4 separate regions of the Mus musculus genome follow, and regions 1, 2 and 3 are each linked to region 4. Evidence: chromatin contacts called from public ChIA-PET, Hi-C and promoter capture Hi-C data. All regions are on one chromosome and are shown on one strand. The core of a region is the stretch at or near the end of the contact, and the rest is flanking DNA. Distances in the headings are between cores, read along the strand shown.

Region 1 (5,878 bases), core at 2,249-4,748, 250 kb before region 4:
TGGGGCTGGTGAGATGGCTCAACAGGTAAGAGCACTGACTGCTCTTACAAAGGACCTGAATTCAAATCCCAGCAACCACATGGTGGCTCACAACCATCCGTAATGAAATCTGACTCCCTCTTCTGGTGTGTCTGAAGCAGCTACAGTGTAGTTATATATAATAATAAATAAATCTTAAAAAAAAAAAAGACTTACCTCTGATAATATTAGTATGACCATCAATAGGTCAAAGAATCAGCTGGGTATGGTACCATGATACCAAGGATAGCAAACCTCGGAGTTTAAACCAGTCTGGACTTGGCCAGTCAAGGTTGCATAGTGACACCCTGCCTAAATAAATAAGTAAGTAGATAGATACATAGATAACTGACATGTAAGGAGACTATGTCAGAGTCCCAGGAGTAAGTTTTACTCTACTGACATCATGAAAATAGTTTTAAAAGCAAGTATGGTACCTTTAGAATAATGTACTTCATAGAACTAAATACACCTTATATCATCTAATTATAACACAAACTGACACAGAGTAGACTAATATCTCAATAAAAGTGTGGGGGTGGCTCAACAGTTAAGAGCACTTGCTGTGGAGCTAGGTTCAGTTCTCAGCTAACACATGTGGAAACCATGTATAGGCACACAGAAGGTTCACACATATAAATGTAGGCAAAACACTCATGTCCATAAAATATATAAATCTTTAAAAGAAAAAAAGTTTTGATTCAGTTAAAAGCAAAGGAGGATGTGTGGCATGGTGGCACATGACTATGACCCTAGAACCCAGAAACTCTTCACTTGGGAGGCTGTCGCAGGATTCAGGAGCTCAAAGGCAACATGGTGTGTGTCAGAGCCTGCAGAGCACATGCAGGGCCCTGGGCCCCATCCTGTACCACAGTTCCTGTTCTTCCCTTCATTTATTTACAGTGACATCCTTGAAAGAGCACTGGATTGTAATCCCAACATTCATCATTTATACACAAGAGTCCATGAACTTTAAACATACCGACTTCAATTCCCTTGGGCCCACTGGGCAAGCAGACAGGAAATCTGGACCACCTCTAAGACCCTTTTCAGCTCAGAAATGCCATAAGCATACATAAGCAAACACCTACATGGAGGCCAGGCATGGTGCTGCAAGAACCCTTTCATCTCAGAACTTAGAACAGGTATGGAATGGCAGATCTTTAAGTTTCAGGCCAATCTGCTCTACAAAATGTTCCATCCTTGACAGAGCCACACAGTGAGACCCTACTGAAAGAAAGAGAAAACAAAAACAAAAACCCAACTGGGGCTTAGAGTCAACAGTGAGGTTAAGTGCACAGAACCTGGGTTCAATCCCCAGCACCCTCACAGTAGCTCACAATCCAAATCTGGCCTCCAGGGTGCTCCAGACACACAGTGCTCCATAGACACATAGGCAGGGAAACATCTATACAGACAAAATTAAAAGGTGGAAAATAATCTCTGTAGGTGGACACTGCCTTTCAGAACTGATGCTAGAAGGGCTGAAGCTGTACTGGCTGGTCCTGAGGTCTATTAATCCCAGATACTAGGGAGGCTAAAGCAGGAGAACCAAAAGTTCAAGGCCTGCCTAAGCCACATGGTGAGTTCCCAGCCAGTCTCAGCAATTTTAATGATGCCCTGACTCAAAATAAAAAACCAGAGGGCCCAGGATGGAGCTTACTAATAGTGCAGGGCCCTACGGTAAATTCCCCAAATATTGAGGAAAGGAAGGGGAGTAAAAGTATCCTAAATATTCAGAACATTTTATTAAATCTACACAGGTGATCGGCAATTCCATCACTTGGGAAGTTAGGAAGGAAAACGTCACACTTAGCTTCCAACACCTACCTTAGACATCAACCTAGGTTACAAGACAATTAAAAATGAAACAACAAAAAACAAAGCAGGAAAGAGGCAAAGGCCAAGAGCAAACTGAAATACTTCACTTGAATCCTTCCTGCTCTTACCTAATCTTTCCAAAGGAAAAGGGGTGGTAAAGATAGCAGGACAGGCAAGTTTGGTAAGGAAACTTAGCTTTTTAAAAAACAAATAAGCCTTAAAAGATTCAACATTCCCCCTACCGGGGGCGGGGGGGGGGGGGGGGGAAGTACTACAACTTTTAACTAAGAGGCTATGCTTGGTCAAGAAATCTTAAAGTAATGATTGGAAATGCTGACTTTGTATTCTAAAACACCAGTTTCACGTACCAGAGAGAGAGAGAGAGAGAGAGAGAGAGAGAGAGAGAGAGAGAGATTGAGAGACAGAGAGACAGGCAGACAGACAGACAGGATCGGGAATGCAGTGTCCAGCCTCTCTGAGTTCGAGGCCAGCCGGTGCTACATGAAGCGCTCCCTCAAAAAAAAAAAAAAAAAAAAAAAGACGGAAAAATGAAACTTCTAAGTGTCAAACTTCTGTGTTCTCTAGGAAATAAATGGCCACCAGAACCATCAATGTACCTTTCTGCTCCTTCCCATCTTCAGTGGGTAAAAAGTTAATGCCAGGTTTTGTGATTTACGGTTCTGTCAGTTCATCCCTGGCCTAAAGTCCACTCCGGAGGAGAAAAACAAAACCCACAAGCCACATCAGTGTCCCCGCACAGCCCACTCAAGACGCAGTAGAGGCTTGCACAAGCCGGATCACGCGGCTGCGCCGGTACAATTTCAAAAACTTAAACTTGACGGTTTCATTTCTATGAAAGGAGAGAGAAATAAAATGCGCAAAGGGAACCCGGCTACCCTCCCTAGTCATTTAGGGCCCGAAGCCAAGTTGGGGAGGAGGGGATTGGTGTTGCGATCACCACCGAGGCCCCGGGGACAAAGTAAGGGGAAAAGGGATGGAGGCGCGCGGTTCCGGGAAGGACGGCTGGAGACGGCCCGGAGGGATCTCGCCGCGGAGCTCCCAAGCCCGGGTAAAGCAGGGCCCCGGGCATCACGGCCCGCGGACGGCCCCGTGCGGTGACAGCTGCCCCGCGAGCCGCGCGCGGCCCATTCGCATCTCGCCATCTCCATCCCTCGCCCTGCGCAGCCGCGGCCGAGCGTCCACACCGCGCGCGGAGAAAGGATACTCCCGGGTGCGGAAGGCCTCCTGAGTGTGCGGGATGGTGAAGAGCGGCTCCTCTCCGGGCAGCGGTTTCACCAGCGGGAAGGGCTTGCGGCCCAGCAGCGGCGCCATCGCGGCGGCGCCGGCAGGGGACGGAGCGCCGAAGGCTCGGCCGCTCTGCTGCGCAGCGCTAGGCCCCGGCAGCCCCGGGGCGAGCGAGCGAGCGAGGCGCCTGGCTCCCGGGGCGATGGGGGAGGGGAGGGGTGAGAGGGCGGCGCGAACTCCGGCTTCCCTCAGAGCTGGCGGGACCGCGCCACGGCCATGGAAGCCAGGGGGACGCCTCGAGGGGAGAAAACGGAGAGATTCTCCTCGCCCCTTCCGGCGCCTTTCACCTCACGCCGATCTCCGCCGCGGCGGCCGCCAGTCACGACTCCTCTCCAGCGGGCACGGGAGGAAATTATTGAAAAATGGCGGGAGATTCCCTTCCTCCCCCCCGCTGCCGGGCCAGCGCACAGACTAACTTGCTTCTCCGTGGCGCCCTGGGGCGGAGGCTCCGATAGGCGGAGGGCTCGTCGGCCTTCGCAGCCTATTGGCTCAGAGAGGCTGCCGCTCCGAGGTCGAGTCCCGCCCCCTGGGCTCCAGCCGCGAAGTTGAGTTGCAGCGCAGCAGAGGGCAGTCTGAAAAGGTGAAAGGTCACGTTATGTAAGAGCCGGGGACGGGCGTGCGGGCCTCCAGTGGCGGACTTCAAAAGTAATGGGACAGCAGTAGGAGGGGGAGGACGAAAAGCGGAAGACTCAAAGAGGTCAGAGCAAAAAGCCCTGTCACTGATACAGACATTGCGCCATCTGTCACCGACGGCGACACCGACATCCGGGCACTCACTGTCCGTGTGCTGCGCCGGAGGGGGGAGGGGGAGCGCGCGGCCAGGGGCTTTGTCTTTCCACTCGCGCTCCGCCCCCCTTCTTAAAGGGGCCGCGCTCGGCCACGCCCGGGGATGCGCGGGTGGAGCTGTACTGGGCGGGAAGTAACTCAGGCCCTCTCCAAACTGAAGTTCCGCATTGGGGCGACTAGGACCCCAACCTTCCCCGACGCGGCATCACTGTAATTGAGAAATGGAGATTAACAGCCTGTTTTTTAAGGACTACAGGGAAGGATAATGAAGAACTTTCTTTAAAAATATGTGGAGGAAGAGCCGCAGAGCAGACTCAGGGGCTAAGATCTTGTACTCGTTCAGAGGACCCAAGTTCAATTCTTAGCTCCCACATCGGGTAGCTGGAACCTGCCTCCGGCTGCAGCTCCAGGAGTTCCCATTCCTCTTGCCTCCTCAGGTGCACGTACTCACGTGCACGTAACATCCCCCACCACGTGTGCACACATACACAATTTAAAAATAAATCTTGAAAGTAAAATAAACGGAAGAATAATAAAGAAGGTTTTCTGTATGTACATATGTAAAAGACTATATTCATTCATATATATGTGTGTGTATATATATATATGTGTGTGTGTATATAGTGCAACTAAGTGATGCAGGTTTTTGAAGCTGGACGGTCCTAAGTGAGTTTGTGACTAACCTGGGCTACAGTCTTACAGGCTGAATAGCAAATCCCTATAACAATAAATAAATAAAGCTATGTTAGAAAACATATGTATTAAGCTCATGGGGCTGGAGAAGTGACTCCGCATGCAATTAAGAGTTCTTCCAGAGATTCTGGGTCTGATTCACAGTTTTTGTGTTGGAGGATCACAATCGCCTGTGACTCCAGAGCAGTAGATTCTTGCAACCCTGTATACATACCCCCCCCATACACATAATTTAAAATAAAAATAAATGTACTATTAAAAAAGATGGGCCTAAAGGGATGGCTTAAGGTTAACACATACTGCTCTTGCAGAAGACCTGAGTTGGATTCCAGCATCCACATGCAATGGCTCTCAACCATTACTAACTCCAGTTCAAAAGGTCAAAGACGCTCTAGCGCCCTCTTTTGGTCTCTGAAGGCATGTGGGCATGCCTTCACACCCCCACTCCACCCCCACCTCTTCACATAAATAAGTACATAGTGAGACTCTGAAACCAACAATAACAATAATAAATTTAAATGTATAGTTCATTAATTAAAATCCTATTAAAGGATATGTATGTATAAATAAATAAACGTTGGGGCCAGAGATATGACTCAAAATTAAGAGTACTGGCTACTCTTGCTGGGAACTAGAGTTTGAGTCCCAGCACCCACATGGTGGCTCACAACAATCTGTAAGTTCAGTCCCAGAGGATCTGACACTCTCTTCTGGTCTCCTTGGGCACTGTACACATGTAGGGCACAGACACACAGGCAAAACATACATTCACACACAGACACACACACAAGAAAATAATAGTAAAAGCTGGAGAGTTGAGGATCTGATACTAGGTGGTCGTGAAGATCAGAATGCCAGCACTGGGAAGGAGAGGCAACTTGTCAGGCAGGACTATGGCCTATCATAAAGGGGGTGGAGTAGGGACAGGAAGCAAAAGAAGGAAAGGAGAAATGAAAGAAAAAAGGGAAGGTAAAGAAAAATGCGCTTACTGGGCCGGGACAGAACCACCTGGCACTGCCATCCTGGTTTTGTGAGACAGGTTCATGCCATGTAGCCAGGCCAGCCTCAAACCACAGGCCTCCTGCCTCAGTCTCCTAGCTGCATCCACCTCTCCTCTGTACCTTGGATTGCTCATTGCCTTCTGAATCTTTTCTTCCAATTGTTCTAAGCACACCCATCTGAAGTGGGAATTTGAGGGTTCTTTGGAAAGCCAGTTGTGTTGGATGGTGTTTTGCTGGGGCAAACATGTGAAGGA
Region 2 (5,801 bases), core at 1,736-4,235, 240 kb before region 4:
CAGGGCTGAAGCTACCATCTAACTAAAGAGAATAAAGGAGTAAATAATAAAAGCAGAGTCTTACACAGACTCTACCTGGAGAGCCTGAGGTCTTTTCAGAGAAATAAATTCCTTTATAATTAAAGGAGGCAAGAAACAGAAACTAAGAACTTAACTGTCCCCCATCCACCCCCGCCGCCGCCGCCACCACTTACCTCCTTGCTATCTGTCACAGGCACCCATTTGAATATCCTCAGGGAGGTATCACCCACAGTCACCCATTTCTTCTCCCTAGAAGGTGAGCATTAATTAATAAAGCACACTTCTTGTGTTTATTAACGATGTTTTCTGGGTCTCAGCAGATTGCTCCTCTGATCTGTAATGTTTTCTAGACTTCTCTATCAAATTATCCTGAAGGTTTGGACACGAGGAAATCAGCAGCTGGAGATGAAAGCCAGGGGTGGGGAGTGCGGTGGCTTTCACGGGTATGCTTGTAATCTTAGCACTAGGAGGCTGAGGCAGGAGGACTGCCACAAATTGAGGGTGGAGGAGGACATGAAAGGCACTGAGTGCGGCTCAGTCTTAACAGGCTTATCAGCATGCACAGGTCCTGACTTTGATCGCCAGCAGACGAAGTCAATGAGGATGGTTGAGATCATTTCTAAGTCTCTCTAGGCTGCTCTGTTCATCTTCCATTTAAGGAAGCACAATCACAAGAAAGGAACAGGCAGCATTTGCATGCTGGGTAACTGAGATTACTCATGGAGAAAAACTACAGCTTTGTAGCCTGTGACTCTTTGGCCAGGAACTACAACAGTGGGAGGAGGCACTGGTCTAGCCTGGCCAAGGGTATGGGCTCCATCCCCACCATACAAACAAAACTGACCCCTCCCCTCCATGTCTTCCTGAGGTAGAAATGGCAGATTTAACACCCTATTAGTAAAGCAAGAAAAGTTTGTGTGGCTTTTACTCAAGATCACCATGAGATAAACTCTGAAGGCCTCAAATATTTCTAAATCCAAATGAACCAGGTGTGCCCTCACCTCATTCAGCATTTCCTCCTGTGTGTGTGTGTGTGTGTGTTTGTGTGTGTGGGGGTGCTGGGAGGGGGACAGGGATGGAATTCAGGGCCTTGGCCATGCTAGGCAAGTACTTTACCTCCAAGCAACATCCCTACTCGCTCAAAATGCTTGTTTTGTCTTTTTTGTTCCTTGGTAGGGACTCTTAAATTGCTTAGATTGGCCTTAAACTTGTGGTCCCCCTGTCTCAGCTTCCTGAGTAGTTGAGCTCACAGGTCTAAGGCATTTGGCCCATTTCACTATGATGATTAGGACTCAAGTCCCCAGCTCTTCCTTGAGTAGCTAGGGGACTATAGGTGTGTTTTGCTGCAGTGTTAGTAGTTTTGAGTTAAAAAGTCAAACATGGGGCTGGGGTAGATATATATAGTTCAGTGCTAGAGAAATTATCACGAGTGAGCAAGGTGGTGGGCACTACCCTCAGAATTAGGGGATGGGAGTTGGTTCAAATATGCGGAATGTCTTGCAGTTCAACCTAATATAATTAAGGAAAATTCTGTGAAGGTGACCTTCGCTAGAATTTCAAAATGTGTCTCTGAGGAACCTACATTGAAATTTCTTTTGAGCATTTTATTATTTTTATGTGTGTGGGTGCTTTACATGCGTGTGTGTCTGCGCATTACACACGTGCTGTGCCCACAGATGCCAGAGGACATGGTATCCCATGGGACTGGAGAAGAGCTGTTAGGGGCCATGTGGTGGAAGAGCAGCCAGGTGCTTTTGACCATTGAGCCATTTTTCTAGCCTACATACTTTTCCTTACCAATAAAAAACAAAAGGGGGTAGAGACTTGAGAATTACATAGGAACAGAGGAATGCCATAAGATGCAGACATTTTCCAACACTTGGGAAACACAGACAGGTGGGTCTTTGAGAGTTCAAGGCCACCCTGGCCTACAAAGAGAGTTCCAGGACAGCCAAAGGATTGGGGACACTGATTCAAAAACAAACAAACCACTCTCGCGGCCTCTTAGCTACTGGGTAAACTGAGGCAGAAGAATCACTGCCAGCCTAAAGCCAGCCTGCGGTCCTCAGGGAGCTCCGGTCAAAAAACAGTAAGGAAATTACAAATCGTTAAGTGAAGTGAATGGCTCAGAGGCTTGGTTCAGAACAATTTAAAGCAATAAAATCCTGACCTAAATTGTTCGCTAATTGTTCTGGGTTTGCAATAAACATTTGCAGGGTCAGGGTACCTTGGTCGCCAAGAGCAAACCTATGGCGAGTGGGCTGGCTAAGGATCCAAGATATCAGGAATTTCTGTTCCAAAAGTGCCATGTTTACAAACTTCCGCTTAATTTCGACCACTTATATCGTATAATAGTCGGCAACAACGGACATCACCGGACACTTGTGCTGCGCAGGAGCGGAAACCGAACCCGGAGCCGCCAAGCAGCATTTCCGCGAGGTCTCCACCGGAAGTGCAACTGTGCAGCGCCAGGCCCCGCCCCAGGCAGAGCGGCCGGAAGCGGCTAATGACAGCTATGGGAGGGGCCATGAGCCGACCGTCTTTCTGATTGGCTACAGGGAACGCGGACTCTGAATTCACGCCGATACCGGCGCGCCCTCCTTTCGCTTTTTGGCTCCGGCCCCCTCCCCCCAGGGCCGGCCTCTTGGTTCCCATCCTGCCTGTTCCTGTATGGCGAGCCTCCGCGCCGGCTTTCCCGCAACCCCACGTCAGCAACCCCTCCGCTCCCGCCCCTCACCATTTCCGCACTTTCTCGATGGCCGCCATCACCTTCTTGATGTCATCTTTAGCCCGGCTACGGGTCTCGGCCCGGACCGAACGGCCGGACATGGCGGCGGCGGGGAGTGGCTGGGGGCCGGGACAGTGCTCCCAAGACGCGGGATATCACGCGCCTCACGCGTCGCCGTCCACCCGCTGCCACCGCAGCACGTCACCGCGGCCGTCGCCCCCCCTCCGTGCGCGCGTGCGCGAGGGAGCGCGCGCACCCGCCCGCCCCTTGGGCCCTCAAGGCCTCAGCGCGCTTGCGCACCCGCCCGGGGGCGTCCCTGCTGTGCGCCTCCAGAGACCCTTTGCCCTCTTGCTGCCAGGCTGAGCCCATCGTCGTCCGCACGTGGTGTGGGCCAGGCGAGGCTGCGAGGGTGGTGGTGGGATGAGGTTTCCAAGTCACCACTTTCCCTACCTGCTGCTTCAATGCATGCCCGGGAATTTTCAATACTGTAGACCAGGCCAACCTCGAATTCACAACCACCTGATTCTGCCTCTCCGGTGCTCTGTGCCATGGCATTTGACCGGAAAATTTTATTTCATTTTGCTTTTCCGAGACAGGGTTTCCTTCTCTGTGTAGCCCTGGCTGTCCTGCAACTCACTCTATAGACCAGGCTGGCCTTGAACTCAGAGATCTACCAGCCTCTGCCTCCCAAGTGCTGGGGTCAAAGGGGTTGGAATTTTCTTTTTTTCTTTTCTTTTTCTTTCTTTCTTTCTTTTTTTTTTTTTTCTTTACATGTATATGGCACAGAGGACAATTTGTAGAAGTTGGTTTTCACTAGTGAGTTTTAGGCTGTTATCAAGTCCTTTAATCCCCCATGACCCCTGACCCTTCAAGGAATTATTTATGCGCTGCATGTTCACCTAAAAGGAGATCTGTGTCATCATTGTCTAAATAGCTGTGTTCCGGAGTCATTATCACACCTTCCTTCATTTTGACTTCTGGTCTTCGAATTCTCAGCTACCCACCTGGAAATTTCTTCTGATTGAATCAACTACTTTTCCAACATCCAGGTCACACTGCGGCTCTTCCTGAGTATTTTGCACCTGGCTCATACTTTTAGCATTCCACTTCACTGTCAGGGAATTCAGTTCTGGATAAAACATTGCCTGTGTTCTGTGCATTGGACCAAGTACTGAGGACATAAATATTTCTCTTTTGAAAGAACTTCTGGACCAGGGACTGTGATGAACACATTTATCCCAGCACTCTGGCGGAAGAGGCAGGTGGATTTCTGAGTTCAAGGCCAGCCTGGTCTACAGAGTGAATTCCAGGACAACCAGGGATATGCAGAGGTTTTCTCTGGGGGGTTGAGGAAGGACAAAAAGAGAAAAGAAAGAGGGGAGTGAAAAGCAGTGATAACAGACCCAATAGAAGGAGGAGGTGACCCACAGCTGACGTTGCATGCCCAGAGGGACTTGTTTGAATCAACTTTGAGGTTTACTTGCAGTTCCAGGAAAACCAAGAGTTCAAGGTCATCCTTGACTGCGTTTAAAGTTTGAGGCCAGTTTAAGGCTGCATGAGACCCCGTCAAAGAAGAGGGAGAGGAGTGTGTCTCCCAGTGACTGTGTAACTTATCCTGAACTTGGCGAAGCTTCTGATTCATGACTCTCAGCCTTCCAGCTGAACATGTTTGCTGGGAAAGGATTCCTAAACAGCTTCTGCAGGGGGCGGGGGGGAAGGGCCCAGGTAACAAATGCAGGGAAATGATTACTGTTGAAATAACTGGATCAAACTCAAATGACCTAATACAAGTGAACCCAGGGCTTACCTAAACATGTCCTACATCAAAGGACACAATGAAGAAGATGTTCTCACTGCTACGGAGATGAAAATAAAGAACAAGAAAAGAATGCAAGGCAGGCCAACAGTGTGCTAAGCTTCACTGCTTATGTTCATGGACACCCGCTCCCCGAACCAGCACAAATACAAGGCCACCCCTTGACAGCTATGTTTAATTTCTCTCACCACCTAAATCCAAGCCATTGCCAGCAAGAACTCCCTCTGCTGTTCATGTTTCTCTACCACCTTCTTTAAATTTAATTTAAAAGAAAAAAATTTTTGAGGTAATGTCTTCCCATGTAGCCTGGAACCAAACCTGCCCAACCTGGGTTAAATAGCAAGACCCTTTCTCAAACAGGTAGGATCTAGTGGCATATACCTGTAAGCCCAGCACTGGGGAAATTTAGGCTAGAAGAACAGGAACTCAAGATTAAGGCCAGCCCTGGCTACTTGTGGTTTCAAGACCAACCTGGGCTCCATAAGACCTTGGTTTTGCTGGGCGTGGTGGCGCACGCCTTTAATCCCAGCACTCAGGAGGCAGAGGCAGGCGGATTTCTGAGTTCGAGGCCAGCCTGGTCTACAGAGTGAGTTCCAGGACAGCCAGGGCTACACAGAGAAACCCTGTCTCAAAAAACAAAAACAAAAACAAAAGCAAAAACAAAAACAAAAACAAAAAAGATCTCATCCTGCACCAATCAGGCCATTATGTCAAAACTAAGTGCAACTGGTATAAACGCAGAGATGTCTGCCAACAGGATGCCATGAAGATTCAAGGGCCAGATTCTGATACCCAACATTGGTTATGGGAGCAATAAAAAAAAAAGCACATGCTGGCCAGGGGCTTCCAGAAGTTCCTGGGCTAAAGTATCACGCAGCTGTGACTGCTCCTGGTGTACAGTCAGCCTTCTTATACTGAGACGGCACACAGTGCTTCCAAGATCTGCAAGTCATCTTGGAAAGAGCAGCATCAGAGTCACCAACCCCAAGGCCAGGCTGTGCATCGGAGAAAATGATTTGACGGCTCACTCACATGCATGGTTTATTTGTGCTTAAATAAAATCACAACAACTGCAAGCAGCAATTTGTATGCCAAAGGGAAAGCAGAGACCATAGCTATAGGGCTTGAGAGATGGCTTAATGGTTGGGAGCACTGGCTGCTCTTCCAAAGGACCTGTGTTCAATTCTCAGCACCTACATGGCAGCTTGCAACTGTTTGGAACTCCAGTTCCAGGGC
Region 3 (5,846 bases), core at 2,846-5,345, 190 kb after region 4:
GTGTGGCTCAGTGGTACAGTATCTGCAAAGCCCCAGATGTATCCCCAGGACTGTAGAAGAAAGAAACAAAACAAAGGGGCTAAAAGTTACCTGAATGGCTACTGAGGGTCTCTGCACAAATCACTGATGTTCTTAGAGCCACATAGAACCTGAACACTCTGCCCCTCCAGCTAGAGGGACATGGGAAGAGCAGCATCCCACCACAACTTTGCCCAAATGACTCTCCTGGGTGCCCCTCCGCCTACAGCGAGCTGGGCACCCAGCGGGCATCAGAGTTTGTCAGTGATCTTGGTCAAGGGCACCCAGCCATGCTCTGAGAATAGTTTTGTAAAAAAGCTCATTTTATCCTTTCTACGCTGTCTAGAGAGGTGGCCGAGCACTTGAAGACGGCTGGATTTCTGGAATGTTCAAGCAACTGGCTAATGAATGGATGTCAGCCCATGACTGGCATTCCTTGCCTTTGCCATATCAGTGCATGTGTTGTGTTAACTTGAGGGGATGAGCAGTGCAGAGAATCTGGGGCCATGTACCCTTTGTAGGTGCGTGGAGCCTTTGTAGCACATGTGGGGCAAGCTAGCGCACTGAGTTCAAGAGACCAAAAACTGGGGCACGAAGCAGGTCCTTGGCCCAGCAGCCTGAGGCCTATTCCAGCTCCAGCAAGTCTTCCCTCTATACCTCTCCTGGATCCTCACAGGAAACCTCTCCTGCTGGCTCCAGCCTCTTTCCCAGTCCTGGAATTAATAAAGCTCCAAGCAGACTGTGGTTTGCAAGTCTGCGAGCCAGTTCCTGCCCGCGTCACTACTCCAAGAGGAGAGGGGCCCAGCTCCCCACCAGCACCCCTGCTTCCCTCCACCCAGGACTTGGAGCCTCAAGCCGTGCCCATGTCATGGTCTCTGTCCCCATTAAGGGCTGAGTTAGGGACTTTGGGAACCTCGTAATCAGTTTACCCAGGGTATCCCCAAAATCAACACAGTACATAAGAGCTATGCCCATGCTGTGCCGTTTCTAGATGGTTTATGTTCTCTCTCTCTCTCTCTCTCTCATATTTTAATTTCTCCTCATGTTTTAGTTTGGGTTTTTTTTTAGGTGTGTGTGTGTGTGTGTGTGTGTGTGTGTGTGTGTGTCTCATGGAGCCCAGTCTGGCTTCAGATTCACTACGTAACACAGATGACTTTGGACTTCTGTTTCTTCTGCCTCTGCCTCCCAAGTGCTGAGATTCCAAGAATGCACCACTATACCCATGTCTTTTGCTCTATAAGATCAGGTATTGCAAAGCAGCCCAAGCTAACCTGGAGCATGCTATTTAACTCAGGCTGGTATCACTCTATCCTCCAGTCATGAAGATGGTTCAGGGAGTAAAGGAAGCTTCCTGGAGAGCCTGATGACCTGAGTTCAAGTCCCAGGACCCGCTTGGAGGGAGCAGTGAGCCCATTCCTGCAAGCTCCTCTGATCCCCACATGCATGCCATGGCACATACACACACAATGGAACTGAACACTACGACCTCCTGCTCCCGCCGCACAAGCGCCGTGCCAAGCTCTGAGATGATCCTCCTATCATGTCTCCCTTTTCCAAAATTCTGGTGATGTCTTGGGTGGTAGATCATGGGATGGGGGAAATTGTCTAAGATCTCAGACTGACACAGTAGAGGCTCTGTTGAGCCAGACAGCTACACCACAAACGGGGGCAGAGATTGTAGACCTAGCTTCAGCCATGATACTGTTGGTACCAAATGGATACAGAACACTTCTGGGCTCAGGGTAGAAACGTGTGCCCAAGCTTTCCTTGTCTTTGTGCTGAGTTTCCTAGTTAAGGATAGCTGGCATCAGCAAACAGATGAGACAAGCGAGCTCTACAGAGGTACACAATTATCCCAATGCTCAGGAGGCTGAGTCAGGAGGCTCTGGGGTTCAAGGCCAGCCTGGGTTATATAGTGAGACTGTGAGCATCTTGGAAGAAATGGAGGAAGAGAGGAACGGGAGAGAGGGAAAAAGAAGTAAGGAAAGAGAGAAGGGAGGGGAAAGGAGACAGAAGGAGAAAGGCAGGAAGGAAGGAAGAAAGGAAGGAAGGAAGGAAGGAAGGAAGGAAGGAAGGAAGGAAGGAAGGAAGGGGGAAGAATGAAGAGGAAGACATAGGAGGGGGAGAAAGGAAAGAGTAAAGGGAATTATGGGGAAGAAATAGAAGGAAGGAGAGAGGAAATGAAGGAGGATAGAAAGAAGAGAGAAGGAGGAAGAGGAAGAAAAGTAGGAGAGGGAGAAGAGGAAAAAGAGGAGGAGGAGGAAATGAAGGAGAAGAAAAGAAGAAGGAGGAGGAGGAGAAAGAGAAGGAGGAGGAGGAGGAGAAGGAGGAGAAGAAGAAGGAGAAGGAGAAGGAGAAGGAGAAGGAGGAGGAGGAGGAGGAGGAGGAGGAGGAGGAGGAGGAGAAGAAGAAGAAGAAGAAGAAGAAGAAGAAGAAGAAGAAGAAGAAGAAGAAGAAGAAGAAGAAGAAGAAGAAGAAGAAGAAGAAGAAGAAGAAGAAGAAGAAGAAGAAGAAGAAGAAACACAAGAGCACCAAGACAAGAGAACCAAAAATTAGCCCAGGTCCACCTAAGCCACCTGCCTTTGATCTCCCACCCCCACCTCCGCCAATGCTGTCATCTCTGCAGACTCCTCTATGCCCTGTACTGTATAAGACATCTGATAAGACATCTTTAACTCACCCCTCTGCACCACCCCCTACAAGAGAAAGACTCTAGGACCTATGGCCTAGACTTTTTCTTCTAACCAACTATGACCTGTATACAGCAAGCAACCATCTCCCTCTCCTGTCCTACAGTACTCCACATACACTCAGGAGTCTGAGAATGACATAATCTTTCTCTGACCTACACTTCACATTCCTTAAAGCCTTACAGGATCTCCATATGCTCAGGGACAGGGTGGCCAGGGCACTGATCGCAAGCTTTCCTGGAGGGCTCTCTGCTGGTTCAGCATAGGCTGCCCCCTTCTGGCCAGTAGAGGAATAGCATCATCAAGCCTTCCCAGAGCCTCCAAGAGAATCAGTTTCCAGATGCAAGTGAGAGCATTGGACAGGTGGTGAACAAGCAAGAAGGAGAATACTGAGTTAATAGTCACCTGCACAGAGCTCCCACCTCCATGTTCCCTACCAGGCACCTAAGACCCAGTATGACCTCTGTTGGACACTGTGCCTTGCTCAGGGGCGGTGCAAAGCTGTGCTCGTGGCCCTTACAGAACCAACCAACACCTTATGCAAGGATCATCTTTGAGCCCTAGGGAGACACTAAATACATGGCTCTCACTCCCAAGCCACTCGCCTGACCTCAGCCCCTTGGTCTCTGCAACCATAGACCCATAGATCCAACACCCTTTCCCAGGCTTCAAACAGATGGCTAAGACCTGTCTCAACCATGATGAACTAGATCGTATGTCAAGGTCTCTAATCTGTTCCTAAAATGCCCCCACGGTACCATGTCTATCCTATTCTCTCTCCCAGACAATTCTGCTCGCAGACCTTGAACTCTATAGGCAGACTCCCTTAGCCCCATCAACCTACCTAACCCAGTTTTGGGTAAAGCCTGTCTCTAGCCAGGCTTGGGGGTGTTGGGGTGTCTGCAGGACCAGGGTGGGAGCTGAGGCGCGGGACAGCTGGCCTGTGTCCCCACACTGGGCCTGGGGCCCAGGCAGAGGGGCGGGGGCCTGGCTACTCCAGCCTTGGCTAGGGCTGGGATTTTTTGGCCGGGCTGCCTGGGCCCTCCCTCCTGCTTCCTCTCCAGAGGGCTGTCCTGGCAAAGGCCCCCCTTGCACTTTCTGGCGGGAACAGGGCCAGGAGCAAGCAAACAGCTACAGAGGGAAAGCGGGAAAGCGATGGGGGGGGGGGGGGGCAGAGCACGCGCGCGTCAGTGTGTGTGTGTGTGTGTGTGTGTGTGTGTGTGTGTGTGTGTGTGTGCAGGAAAATAGACCCATAGTCGAGGCAGATTCAGCCTAGGAGGCTTGCAAGTCTGGCCTTTCGTAATTGCCCCCTCCCCCGCGGCCCCCTCCCCCAGCTCCCCCTCCTCCCGCCCTCCTCTCACCCGCCCTCTCTCCCTCCCTCCTTCCCTCACAGCAGCCTACCAGGCAGCAATTACGCTTTGGGGATAAAACGAGGCGCTGAGAGCAGGCTGGGGCAGTCCTCCCCGAGATGGCGGGTCTGACAGCGGTAGTCCCGCAGCCTGGCGTCTTGCTGATCCTCTTGCTCAACCTCCTCCATCCCGCGCAGCCTGGAGGTAAGGGGCCCCTCGCCGGTCCCACGCTGCCCCTCGCTGGTCCCACGCTGTCCACAATCTGCGGGACCCTGCCGGCCAGGTGGCAAGACTGATGGGGAATCCCGGAGATGGATGAGCCCTTCAGCTCCAGATCCCCCCTCCTCGAGACAGGGAGGGTTCTGGGAACTGTCTCCTCTTGGGAGCCAGCTCCGTGTTAGGGGTCCTGTCAAAGCTACACTCCCGCCAGTCAGGATGGTCCCTACCTCCTGTCCAAGCTCGAAGGGGTCCTCTGAGTCACCTGAGTACTTTCCAGTGGTGGTGGCAGTTTGCATACCTGTGCACACCTGTGTACATACCAGCCTGGGGAGAGACAATCCTGGTTTGTCTTTGCTTGGAGATGTTCGGATTCTGTGTGTGTGTGTGTGTGTGTGTGTGTGTGTGTGTGTGTGTGTGTGTATGCGCCCGTGTGTGTTTCATACTATGTTGCACAGGTGTCAGTGTGAGGTTCTAGCCAAGCATGTCCCTGAAGGAAATGTGTCTGGGATGGTATGAAGGTCTGTTCACAAGTCCGTTCCTAGACAGATGGAGGTACAGGGAGGCAAACCGTGAAGTTGTGTGATGGGATCTGCCAAAGTCCAACACCCAGCTGGGCGTGGTGAGCCACACCTGTGACCCCCAACATGTAAGTTCAAAGCCAACCAGACCCCGTCTCAAGAGCAACCAGGAGGGTTGAGGACGTCCCTGTTGATGGAAGGCATGCTAAACATTCTCAAAGCTCTGAGTAAACTAGGTGGGCGTGGTGACACATACCTGTGTGGTGGTCATCGGAGGATCAGGAATTCAAGACATCATTGGCTACCTAGTGAGCCATTTGGGTTCTATCAGGCTGTCTTAAAAAAAAAATGTCCTAAAGACGTCTGGTGCCCAGGTGTAGGACGTCACTGTGTGTGTGTGAGCGTGAGCGAGTCCATGCCTGTATGAGGGTTTGCTGAGATGGAATACAGGCCAGAGCGTGAGCTGGGGAAAGTGCCCATCTCCTGGCAATCAGGACATGGCTGGTATCAGAGGCTGAGCCTCAAGGTATCCTTTTGGTCATCTGATATGTATCCTGACCGGGCATGTTGGGTTATGGGGAGGAAGGAGTCTGCTCCCAGATGAAAGGTGCATCCAGCTGTGGGGAAAGAGGTGTGAACCTATGAACCATCTGCTGGGGTCTGGTTTCCCTAAGAGACCTCATTGTTGTGGGAACCTGAACTTGGACTGGGGACAGGAGGCTACAGGGCGGGGTTGGACAGGGCTGTGGTCAGAGACTGAATAAGAACAGCATCTGTCCCATGAGACTTACTTGCTGGGGGCTAGGAGCCCACTGTAGAACAAGAGTTCCAGGGCTGGAACGAGACTGAGGTTTGTGGGTACCAACGGGAGGACCCATTAAAGAGCAGTGTCTCTGGGTCACCTGACCCTCCTGCCCCAGATGTGGTCTCGTAACATTTGCCCACCCTTCTCCCTGGATGGTTATACTAGTTCATCATAAAGAAACTGTTTATCTTTACAAATAGGGAAGCTGAAGTTAGGCATGAAAAACCACACCTGACACAGGATGCTA
Region 4 (5,538 bases), core at 577-3,076:
GTAGAGGATGAGCTCTTGGTCAAGAACTGGGAGGGAATTGGAGCAGATGGGAGCTAGGTGTGGAGGCTTAGGCCTGTCTTCTTAGCTCCTCTGGAGGCTGAGGTGGAAGAATCCCCAGGTCAAAGCTTGCCTGCGTTATAGAGTGAGTTCAAGGCCAGCCTTGAGACCGTGTCATCTCTAAATAAAAAGCAAACTAAAGGGCTCAGGGTGTGGCTCAGTGGTAGAGGATTTACCAATAATCCCCCCAGCAAGAGGCTGGGGGCGTGGCTCAGTGGTAGAGCTCCTGCCTAGAATCCCTCAGTGAGGGCCTGGGGGTGTGGCTCTGTGGTAGAGCTCCTGCCTAGAATCCCCCAGGGAGGGGCTGGGGGCGTGGCTCAGATGTAGAGCACCTGTCTAGAATCCCCCAGGGAGGGGCTGGGGGCGTGGCTCTGTGGTAGAGCCCCTGCCTAGAATCCCCCAGGGAGGGGCTGGGAACATGGCTCTGTGGTAGAGCTCCTGCCTAGAATTTACTAGGCAGGGTCTCAGGACTAATTGAGCAGTAGCATGTAGGAGGTCCTGGGTGCTGAAGGGAAGGCAGGGTGGTGTATCAGATCTTACCTCCACAGCTACCAGGCCAGTGCCACAGGCCACATCGAGGATCAGGGCATCATGGGGTGAGCCCCGAAAGGCTCGACTGAGACAATCCACAGCAAGGCGTGGGGCTCGGTACTTCAAAGCAGCCACATCCTGAGGAGATAGCACTTAGCCCAACATAGTGTTTAGACGACTCACCTTGTGGGGTGCCCAAGTTCTGCCAGTTTGAGCTTGTGTGTTTTAGAGTTCAGATCCTCCTAGGACCCCAGTAACAGAAGACCCGAGCTTGAGGTGTCTTACTTTTTTTTCGAGACAGGGTTTCTCTGTATAGCCCTGGCTGTCCTGGAACTCACTTTGTATACCAGGCTGGCCTCGAACTCAGAAATCCGCCTGCCTCTGCCTTCCGAGTGCTAGGATTAAAGGCATGCGCCACCACTCCCGGCTTTGAGGTGTCTTACTGTCAAGGGACCCCACACTAGTGGGGATCAAGCTGGCTGGCTACTGGCTGTGGCAGCTCTTAGCTGGTCTGTCTATACCGAATGATGTCTCAATAGCGCCTCCTGCAGGCTCTCTCCTCGTGTTTGTTGCAGGATTAATTAGGGGTTGCTTACAGGTCAGCCGGGGTGGGTGGGGGTGGGGTGGGTGCAGGTCTCTAAGGAGCACATCTCCCAGGTCTCTTTTCAGCTCCAAGTTTCCCTGAGATGCATGGGTACTATTTTAGCTTTGCTTATAAAAACAGAATCTGAGCCACAAAAGTCGAGGACCCACGTGCTTTCACCTGGTCATACTCCGGAGCCCAGTCGTCATAGAAGCGGAGCTTGCAGGCCAGGTCGGTGATACCGTGGGAGGTTCCGACCCGGGCCAGTACTTGGGGCAGCCGCCCAGCCTCCTCCTGAGTCATTCTCCTGCGGGGGCAGAGTCCACCCAGTGATGAGGTCCTCCACAGTCTTCCGTCCTCCCTCACCCGGCGGAGGAGGTTATCAGTGCTCCAACGCGGTCCCAAGCTACAAACAAGACCTTGAGTGGGAGATGGCAGGAGCTGACCTGTACGCCGAGGCGCTGTTTGTATGGGGAGGGGCTCATAGAGCGGGGGCACTCCCGCGCAGGGAGGGAGGACTACGCCTCAGCCCATCATTCCCGGAGGTGGATCGGGGGCGCGGGTGGGGTTCTTCCTCACCACAAGGGTCTCCAAGAAGGTACAGGCTCAGAACTCACCGCGCGGAACCCCCTTCTCCAGGCAGACCCGAGGGAAGTGGAGGGGCGTGTCTGAGAGCCTGGCCCCGCCTCCAGCACCGCGACGATTGGGTTTCCGTGAGATAAAACAGCCAATCCGAGAAAGAAATGACAGACTACCCTCCCTGAGCCAATGAGCGTATTGCGTGAGAAGATCTCAAACTCACGTGAGGATTTGTTTTTGTTTTTTCACAAATAAAAAAGTTTCTCTCCCTGCCTCGCTTCCTCCCTCGCTCCCTTCCTCCCTCTCTTTTTTCCTTCCTTCCTTCCTTCCTCCCTCCCTCCCTCCCTCCCTCCCTCCCTCCCTCCCTCTTTCTTTCTTTCTTTCTTTCTTTCTTTCTTTCTTTCTTTCTTTCTTTCTTTCTTCTTCCTTCCTCTCTTTCTTTCTTTCTTTCTTTCTTTCTTTCTTTCTTTCTTTCTTTCTTTCTTTCTAAGGTCTTGCTATGGAGCCCAGGGTGACTTGGAACTCCTTATATAGACCAGGTGGACCTCTGCCTCCCAGGAACTGGGATTTAAGCGTTGTGCCATTGCTCCTGGGTACAGTATTTAAAAAACAAACAAACCCGAAAACAACAAAAAAACCAATTTATTTGGGGGGGGGGGCAGATGGTGTGTAGCAGCCAGAGAGCCATTTTTTGATTCCTCCTCCTACCATGGGACTTCCAGGCATGGGACTCAGATTCTCAAGCTTGGCAGCAAGTGCTTTGATCTGCTCAGCCATCTCACTGATCCCCGTTTTTTAGTATTTGTATGGTTTCTTAGGGTCTGAAAATCCAAAACAACCCATGCAGACACAAGAGTCCACGCAAAGCAAGAACTTTGTTTGAGTCAGGCGCAGAAACTGACCAGACAGGGACAACAGCACCGACTTGGGAGCAGACTGCGTCTTCCAATGTTCATCTTAGTAGTTAAACAGCTGGTAAAACTTTATTGTGCTCAGACCGCTGCTGATCGATCAGGACCGAAGAACAGACCTGGAAGTTGGACTTCCCCTCAGAGCCGGAATGGTACAGAGGTTTTAAGCTCGAAAGCCACAAATATCTGCCCCTATATGCAGTCACAACTCAGAATCATTTATTCGTTCATAATTAGAAACAATCATTATGTTTTGGGGAACAAAAAAAAAAAAAGCCGGGCGGTGGTGGCGCACGCCTTTAATCCCAGCACTTGGGAGACAGAGGCAGGCAGATTTCTGAGTTCGAGGCCAGCCTGGTCTACAAAGTGAGTTCCAGGACAGCCTGGAACTCAGAGAAACCCTGTCTCAAAAAAAAAAACCCAATAATAATAAGAAGAAGAAGAAGAGGAAGAAGAAGAGGAAGAAGAAGGAGGAGGAAGTTGGCTAGCCATCTGGGAAGTCCTTGGCTCCCCTAGAACCTGGGAATTTAATCTTCATTTCTCCTTAGGATCTAAGTGGAATGAAACAAAACGGCATTTCCACATAGCTCAAGTCGGTTTTCAACTTTCTATGTAGCCGAGGATGTCCCTCAACCTCTCATCCTCCTGCCTCTACATCCCAAGGGTTGAGATTCCAGGTGTGTACCACCATGCCTGATTTATGTGGTTCTGGGCATTGAACTCAGGATCGAGTGTATGCTAGACAAAAACACTCTCTCAACTGAGCTATATCCCCAGTCCTTGGAAGTATTTTATTTTAATTAAGTTAAAAGCATTTTTTTAGGAAGGATTTTATAATCTTCACTGTTCATCAGAGGTTAGATATAGCCACGAATGGATAATGAGAATGCCAAATTGGTTAATGCATGAGAAAAAAATTTAACTTTTACTTGCATTCATAATAATCATTTATTTATTTATTTAAAGATTTATTCATTTCTTTTATGTGAGTACACTGTAGCTGTCTTCAGACACATCAGAAGAGGGCATTGGATTTCATTACAGATGGTTGTGAGCCACCATGTGGTTGCTGGGAACTGAACTCAGGACCTCAGGAAGAGCAGTCAGTGCTCTTAACCACTGGTCTATCTCTTCAGCCCTGTATTCATAATTTTTAATTGATTAATTAGTAATTAATATGTGAATTATGTTTTTGAGATAGGATTTCACTATGTAGCTCTGGCTGTCCTAGGACTCACTATATAGACCAGGCTGGCCTCAAACTCACATAGATCCTCATGCCTCCGTCTCCCAAATGCTGGGACTAAAGGCGTGAGCCATTCTGCCCAGCTGTATTCATAATTTACATAGCTATCCTGGGTGGTGGCTCCCTTCCTGGATGGGACAGTTTCAACCAGAAACCAAGCCTGGGGCTACAGCTCTGTTGGCTGTGTATGTATCCCATGGAGACACAGCTCTGGGTGCTGTGGTGCACTTGACAGACCTGGGATGCAGAGTCAGGAGCTCAGGGCCATTCCCTGTCCCTGGCCTTCTGCTCAAACTCAGGATGCTGCAGATGAGGTCATTCTACACAGGAAACCAAGGAGTGAGGCAGGGTTGGTTGGAGGAGGACATGCTAAATTTGAGGTTTCTGTGATGTTTGCATCAAATCATCTAATAAAGTGACCGAGAGGCCGTTTTGTTTTGCTCTATTGTTGGGACATCTTATTCTGGAGCCCAGGCTGGCTCAGGCCTCCGAATCCTTTTTTTAGATAGGTCTTCTCTGTGTATGTAGCCCTGGCTGTCCTGCAACTTTATAGATCAAGCTGTTCTTGAACTCCGAGAGATCTGCCTGTTTCTGCCTCCCAAGTATTGGGATTAAAGGCTTGCATCTCCACTGTCTTCCTGGCTGCAAATCCTCCTCCTCTGGCCTCCAGAGTGCTTCGATTGCAGGTGTCAGATACCATGACTGGTTCTCTGAGGCTCTTGGAACCCAGACCTGAGCTCGGAAGAGAAACCAAGCTGGGGACACATTTGAGGCTCCAGAGGGGTTCAGGATTCAGGCAAGGACCCCTCAGTACTTCATGGGACATTAGAAAAGGGGAGCTTTGTGGGACTGGGTTGTGGAGTTCTTGTCTATCATGCAGGAAGCCCTGAAGACTGTCCCCAGCACCACATCAAGAGGATGGTAATTTTAACCTTAGCCTGGCTGTGGTGGTGCACACCTTTGACCAAAGCACTTGGGAAGCAAAGGCATCTCCATGAGTTCAAGGCCAGCCTGGCTTATTTTTAATTAAAAATAAACAAAGAAACAAGAAGCCTAATGGTATCTTGTGCTGCATAACAAATTTGAGGATAACCTGTGCTACCTAAGGCCATGTCTGGAAAATGAAGGGATGGGGGAAACTGGAATGTTAGAGGAAAGGAAAGGCAGGGAGGACATGCATGCACACGTGTGTGCACACACACAAACACACACTCACAAAGCACATTTTAGAGAAACCCGGGGGGCAGATCTGGCCTTATGTTGCAGAAGAGGGAACACTGAGAGCTGCTGAGAGCCGTGGAGACTGCTTAGCGGACAAAGGTGCTTGCTGCTGAGCCGCACAGCCTGAGCTCCATCCCTGGCATCCAAGGGTGGGTGAGAGGGGAGAACTAATTCCTGAAGCTCTCCCCCCACCCCTCTAACGGAGACACACACACACACACACACACACACACACACACACACACACAGACAGACACTTTAAATATATGTAAAAAACATAATGCAGTGGTGAAGAGATGGCTCAGCAGTTAAGAGCACTGACTGCTCTTCCGAAGTTCCTGAGTTCAAATCCCAGAAACCACGTGGTGACTCACAACCATCTGTAGTGGGATCTGATGCCCTCTTCTGGT

Evidence for each region. Promoter capture Hi-C pulls out the DNA fragments that hold promoters and counts their contacts. Hi-C and Micro-C count contacts between places; a contact is called where the count stands out from the background. ChIA-PET counts read pairs in DNA pulled down with a chosen protein or histone mark.
Region 1: a contact with region 4 is called in a Hi-C map of CD8 T cells, with 2.4 times the contacts expected there. The contact joins the promoter of Baz1b here to the promoter of Mettl27 in region 4. A contact is called at or near these places in 1 of 39 promoter capture datasets (liver), 5 of 484 Hi-C or Micro-C datasets (CD4 T cells, CD8 T cells, LSK cells and 2 more), 5 of 115 datasets of contacts at active chromatin or transcription factors (effector CD8 T cells, embryonic stem cells and memory CD8 T cells) and 1 of 9 other capture datasets (pancreatic islet).
Region 2: a contact with region 4 is called in an RNA polymerase II ChIA-PET map of memory CD8 T cells, with 20 read pairs. The contact joins the promoter of Bcl7b here to the promoter of Mettl27 in region 4. A contact is called at or near these places in 2 of 39 promoter capture datasets (liver and stem cell-derived epiblast-like cells), 1 of 484 Hi-C or Micro-C datasets (embryonic stem cells), 3 of 115 datasets of contacts at active chromatin or transcription factors (bone marrow-derived macrophages, embryonic stem cells and memory CD8 T cells) and 1 of 9 other capture datasets (adipose tissue).
Region 3: a contact with region 4 is called in a promoter capture Hi-C map of liver, with 4 times the contacts expected there. The contact joins the promoter of Eln here to the promoter of Mettl27 in region 4. A contact is called at or near these places in 5 of 39 promoter capture datasets (the 3T3-L1 cell line, cranial neural crest, liver and 2 more), 2 of 484 Hi-C or Micro-C datasets (rod photoreceptor and uterus), 7 of 115 datasets of contacts at active chromatin or transcription factors (craniofacial prominence, embryonic limb bud, embryonic stem cells and 3 more) and 3 of 9 other capture datasets (adipose tissue, liver and pancreatic islet).

The regions. Positions count from the first base shown.
Region 1 is chr5:135,184,943-135,190,820 of GRCm38.p6, reverse strand. Baz1b (bromodomain adjacent to zinc finger domain, 1B) reads right to left here and starts at 3,498. Exons shown (of 19, transcript NM_011714.2): 1 at 3,065-3,498. The coding sequence starts at 3,171.
Region 2 is chr5:135,165,556-135,171,356 of GRCm38.p6, reverse strand. Bcl7b (B cell CLL/lymphoma 7B) reads right to left here and starts at 2,985. Exons shown (of 6, transcript NM_009745.2): 1 at 2,759-2,985; 2 at 195-270. The coding sequence starts at 2,850.
Region 3 is chr5:134,745,572-134,751,417 of GRCm38.p6, reverse strand. It overlaps Eln (elastin), which reads left to right and starts at 4,095. Exons shown (of 37, transcript NM_007925.4): 1 at 4,095-4,261. The coding sequence starts at 4,177. Gm30003 (a long non-coding RNA gene) reads right to left here and starts at 5,706. Exons shown (of 4, transcript XR_868587.3): 1 at 4,110-5,706.
Region 4 is chr5:134,928,661-134,934,198 of GRCm38.p6, reverse strand. It overlaps Mettl27 (methyltransferase like 27), which reads right to left and starts at 1,826. Exons shown (of 6, transcript NM_024479.2): 1 at 1,789-1,826; 2 at 1,352-1,577; 3 at 598-726. The coding sequence starts at 1,474. It overlaps 9030607J07Rik (a long non-coding RNA gene), which reads left to right and starts at 1,528. Exons shown (of 3, transcript XR_868588.3): 1 at 1,528-1,619; 2 at 1,811-1,973; 3 at 2,569-4,352.